Regions from separate parts of the Sus scrofa genome. Here region 1 is linked to region 2. A link is a contact called in public HiChIP or PLAC-seq data. All regions are on one chromosome and are shown on one strand. Each heading gives the region's core, a stretch centred on a gene start, on an enhancer-like site or on the middle of the called end of the contact. The rest is flanking DNA. Distances are from core to core; before and after follow the strand shown. Region 1 holds the start of NCOR2 (nuclear receptor corepressor 2). Region 2 holds the start of UBC (polyubiquitin-C).

Region 1 (2,700 bases), core at 151-2,650, 390 kb before region 2:
CTCAGCGCTGCAAACAGAGGCCTCAGAGGAGGTGGCTAAGGGGCGCAGGCTCTGGGTGGGCCCAAGAGGTGAGTGAAGGGGCCTGGAGGCAAGGTTTTCTGGCTTTCACAGGTCATGAGCCCAGCTGACAGGTGAGGAGAGAAGGAGGAGAAGACAGGCTCAGAGAGGGCAAGTAACCTCTCCAGGGTCACCCAGCTAAAGAACCTCCACCCACAGGCTCTGGCTTGGGGCCTGAGTCCCAGTCCCGGCCCTTCCAAACTGTGTGCTGCTCAGGTGGGTCACCTGACACAAGCCTCAGTTTCCTCAACTGAGAAGTGGGGATCCTACAGCACTCTCCCTTCCTGTGGCTGATTCAGGTATGAAATGAGATCGTGCCAGGCAAACCACAGCAATCACATCAAGGGTGATAATACCAGGGACAGCACCCCCGACACGTGGCACCTTCCTAAGCACTTAGCATGAATCAGCTCAGCTCATCTTCAAGCGAGCCCTACCAGGCATCAATCACTACCCTGCTTCCACAGATGAGGAGACTGAGGCTCAGCAGGGTTAAGCCACCTGCTGTAACTCACACTGGGACTCAAAGCTAGAACAGCCAGGCCCCTGAGCTTGTACATTCTTTTTAGATCACTGTAGATTCCCATGCAGCTGTAAGAAGTAATATAGCTGGATTCTGAGTACCCTTTAGCCAGCTCCCCCCAATGGTATCATCCTTGAAACTGACAGTGATACAGTTGGCCTTATTTAGATCTCAGAGTTTATGTGCACTTGAGTGTGTGTGTGTGTGAGAGTAGATCTATGTACTTTTATCTCATACATGTACTTGAGTGTGTGTGTATGTGTGTGTGTGTGTAAATCTACCCACTTTTATCGCATATATGTACTTATGTGTGTGTGTGTGTGGATCTACGTGCTTTTATCTCAGTGCACATTCCTGTGGCCACTGCCACTGATGCAGGACAGTTCCACCACAAGGGTCTCTTAGGTGACCTCTGGTCCAAGCCATCACACAGGACTGTCTTTCTCAATGGTTGAGGAACCCAGTCCCCAAGACCCTCAGGGCAGGGCAGAGGGGGGTCACAACACAGCTCTGTAGCTGACCCAGCTGGGCACCAAGGGCTTAGGGGCAACAAGAGGACATTCATGGTGTCCCCTGCTATACAGGCCTTTCCCAAGGTCCCCAGGAGAGGTCTGAGGACAAGTGGACAGCAGGCAGCTGGCACGGGCAGCCTGGACACCCTGGGCATTCCCCTCTGGCTCCTCCTGGCCCGAGAGGGAGGCCCCGAGCCAGCCACCGGCCCAGCATCCGGTGTCACTTACAAACACACAGGACCGCTGCCACCCTCGGCAGGGGAGCCAGCCCTGCACACCCTGCCCGCAGGCCACACCAGGCACCGGCAGGGTGCCTGGCCCAGGGTCAGTGGGAAACGAGGCGGAACAGGCATGCAGTGGGGGTGCACCGGGCACTCCAGTCCAGGTCCAAATTCAGACTGAGCCTGGGGCTGGGGAGGGACACTCCTGATCCCACACTATCCCTAGATGTGGGGTTCCCATCTATGAAATGGGAGGGCTTTCTCCAGGGAAGAAAAGAAAACTCGACAGAGACCAAGATATAACTAACTTAAATGCAAGCTTATGGTCTACACTGATGTACACCAGCCCACTCGAGGCCCCTGCAGGGTGGTTTCTGTTTTCCCCAAGGCACATCTGTGGCAGCTCTCCCCTAATGGACAAGAGAAGGGAAGTTCCATGGGATTCCATGACCCACCCCAGGTCACCTGCTCATGAGAGGTGGGGCAGGGACCATTATTAGCCCCCTTCAGTCAGTCAACAACTCAGAGGTGGAGGCATAGGGAGCATCCATTTGCCAGATGGGAAAACTGAGGCTCGGAGATGTGACGTGACTTGTCCAAGGTCATGCAGTCCAGGATGTGAACCCCGGAGGCCGCATCCCTCCCTCGCCCTGTCCTCACGCCTCCACGGCTGCTCTGTTTGACAGACAAGGAAACTGAGGCTTGAACAGGTGAGACCCAGCATAAAAAGGAACGGAACCGGGATTCAAACCAGGATCCATGGCAACCGAGCCATGCCGTTTGGGAACCAGCGCTCCAGCGCTCCCCGGCCTGGGCGCCCCATGAGACGTCTCCCAGACGCCCCGGCGCACCCAGACCTCAGGACAAATCGCTCCCTCATCCCCTCCGCTCACAACTGAAGGCTCCTTGTGAGCTTGAGAAGCCCTTCCAACTTTCCAGTGTTTATCCCGGCTCCTCGCTGCCAGGTCCCTGGGCAAGCCCAGGCCGGTGGCGCTGATTTCAAACCAGACATGGGCACCCAGCCAAACGCCACCACGGTGGGAGCCGGGCGCCAGGGCAGCCGCTGCAATGCCTGCACCTGGCCCCCTCCCCTGCTCCATGGCCACCAAGGCGGCCGCCCCCCAAAGTCCCAGCCTTTCAGTCCTGGGGCCAACACTGATGAACAGACACAGGAGCACCGGATCTCTGATGCTGCCCACTCTTCCACAGGGACTGGGCACAGGGACTCTGAGAAAACAGCATTGTTTCCTCCCACCCGCCCCCCGACACCCCCGGGACCACAGTTGAGAAGCACTATCCCTTCAGGGCCACCCACCCACCCAGCACTCTTTCCGGGGCTTCAGCAACTCTGATAAGGCATCGGGTCACTGTCCCCTGGTGATCGCCC
Region 2 (2,700 bases), core at 164-2,663:
GGTATTTATGGGAAAGGTCTAAGCAGTATTCAAAACAGACTTTAACTCCTATCGTTTTAAACATTTTCAAAGAGAATGAATTCATTACCAAGAAATGTAAATGAATAATAAAAATAAAATGTCATTTTTCAGTTTAGCAGGAGACCTCAGTGACTTCCAGTAGAGATTTCTGTGAGGGATATTTCTAAATTTCTGAAAAGAGGGTTTAAAGGAACAGAACATCAAAGCTCTGTATAAGGTTTCCTTCTTGAATTCCAGAAAGAAGTTTTCAGAGGAACAAAAAGCTGAGGTTCTTTCTCAGGTGACTAGGCCTGGCTTCAAACCACACCCTGTTTTCTTTTGGCTGTTCTTTCACTGCAGGTCTTATGATTCATGTTGTTTAAAGGCTGAGTCACGAGCTTTGTGACATAGCTTTTTTTTCAAGAGTCCAAAAACTACAGAGAAAAACAGACCTGATTTCAGAGGCAAGGGAAGGTGAAAAGGAGAAAGAGGGGGAGAGGGGGAAGAAGAAAGGCTCCAAGGGTGAGGACTGGGTCCCAGGGCTATCTCCAAAGAGAAAACAATATTCTTAGGCGCTAACAACACTGATGTTGTCTCTAGCAGGAAAATTCTCTACTAGAGAATTTTGGTCTCTAAGTCCAACAGTGGGTTTTGTTGAAGCAAATAGAAATAAACATTTGTCCAAGGGCACTGAAGTGAAAGGGAGGAGGGGGAAGTAAACTCTCAGGGAGGTAGATGCTGTTTCTCTAGAGCAGTGGTTCTCAACCAGGAGCGACTTGGTCCCTTGGTGGACACTTGGCAGTATCTGGAGACATTTTTGCTTGTCACAGCTGTGGTGTTGGGGTTGAGGTGTGCCGCTAAAATCTAGTGGTAGAGGCCAGGGATGTTACTAAACATCCTGCAGTGGCCAGTCCCCCACAAAAACAGAATTACCCAGCCCCCAAAGTCAGCAATGCAATGGGTTGACAAATTCTGCTCTACGGAGGATTTTTGTTGTTTTTGTTAGAGCTGCTTTTCTGTTTGCTGAGAAGGGCTCCCAAAGTCTAAATGTCCCACTTGGATTCGGGGATCGTGTACCAAGTCACGTTCCTACAACCTAAAATCCCTTGACCTAGAATGCAATGTGCTAGAATATGCCAGAAGCAGGATGAGTCATTGGATCCATTTTCAGTTCCTTCCACCCACTGATCCATCCTTTGCAGGTGCCCCAGAAGGGATGGCTTCAGAGCTGGCACCAATGGAAGAGTGACAGAGGCCCAGCAACACGGCAGGATTGGCGGGCAGGCAAGAGCACGTGATGGGCTGAGCTCACAAAGGGCCTGGGTGTTGGGCTGTTGGGGATTGGACTGGAGCCTACCTGTCTGCCTTTCCTCCTTTCCCCAAAGGATTCAGCTCTCCTGAAGGTCACCACCTTGTATGGGACTTAACTCAGCGTCATGAGAGTGTCTACGTAGTGACCAGCAAACATTTTCTTTCCAAGAGAAAGGGTGAAATCTGAGAGCTGGACGGGAAAGGTTTGACTTGCGTCATCATCAGTTATATAACCATAAAAGGGAATCTGCAGCTTAGGAGAGAAAAAATAAAAAGAAGCCCTAGGGACTCTACTCTGTCCGTTTTCCTGCTTACATTTATGTATTTGCATTCTGTGGCAGAACACAAACTGCTCCAGCTTAAAAATAACCCATCTTATCCCCCCGCCAGTCAGGAAGTCAGATTCAGTTCCAGTACCCAAATTTGCCTAACTTAGAAACACTAAGAAATTTTTTAACTCACTGGGGTTTTGTTTTGTTTTTTAATTTGCTGTTTTTAAATTGTGGCAAAATACACATAAAAATGTATCATCTTAACTATTTTTAAGTGTACAGCTCAGTGGCATTAATTATATTGTAGGGGAGGAAAAATAATTTTCCTTTTGGGAATCCTTCTTTTAGCTGAGACCCCTGTAATGAAAGACAGATTAGCAAGAGAAACAAAACAAAAGAAAACAAAAACAATAGTTTAGTAATATGCACACCTTGTGTATATATGGGAGCTACCCTCTGGGGGAAAATGTGTCACTTAAAAAAAAGGCTTTAGAATTTAGGCTTAAATACCATCTTAATAGGAAATTCTCTTAAAGGGAGAGTAAATAATTTTTACTGAGAAAATAGAAGAATAGATGGAGACAAGATAGTTGATGACAAAGTTTGGTGTCAAAGTTTGTCTCTCCTGTTTTAAGAGCCAATCTTCCCTGGTTGGTGAAAACTCCCTTGAGTTTCTTTTGCAAAATCTGTCTGGGCAGATTAGGGGAGTTGAGTGAAAGCCTCACTCTGCATTTGCTGCTTTTCAAGTGACTACACCTCAAAACAATATCAAATTGGGGTATTTGGGTGTCCATCACTGCCATCTGTGTCCACTCTTCGGCTTGCTAGACTGAAATTTTGTACGCATTAAACACTAACTACCCCCACCCCCAGCCCTGGGCAACCACCATTCTATTTTCTGTCTCTATGAATTTGACAAGTTTTTGGTACCTCATATAATGAGTTTTGTTAGTTTGTTTTTTAACTATGAAATAAAATCTAATTATTGAAAACATGTTTTCCAAAGATTCATGACATCTTTTCTAGAAAGTTCTGTCTCCCAGGACAAGCCTTGTTATTTGTTCTGTATGGTATTTTTTTTTTTTTTTTGTCATTGTGCTATCAGAAATACTGAATT

What was found. HiChIP or PLAC-seq counts read pairs in DNA pulled down with a chosen protein or histone mark.
Region 1: a contact with region 2 is called in an H3K27ac HiChIP or PLAC-seq map of skeletal muscle. The contact joins the promoter of NCOR2 here to the promoter of UBC in region 2. A contact is called at or near these places in 2 of 2 datasets of contacts at active chromatin or transcription factors (alveolar macrophages and skeletal muscle).

Annotation. Positions count from the first base shown.
Region 1 is chr14:28,641,474-28,644,173 of Sscrofa11.1, reverse strand. It overlaps NCOR2 (nuclear receptor corepressor 2), which reads right to left and starts at 1,400. Exons shown (of 49, transcript NM_001044576.1): 1 at 1,389-1,400.
Region 2 is chr14:28,252,570-28,255,269 of Sscrofa11.1, reverse strand. UBC (polyubiquitin-C) reads right to left here and starts at 1,413. Exons shown (of 3, transcript XM_021074017.1): 1 at 1,358-1,413.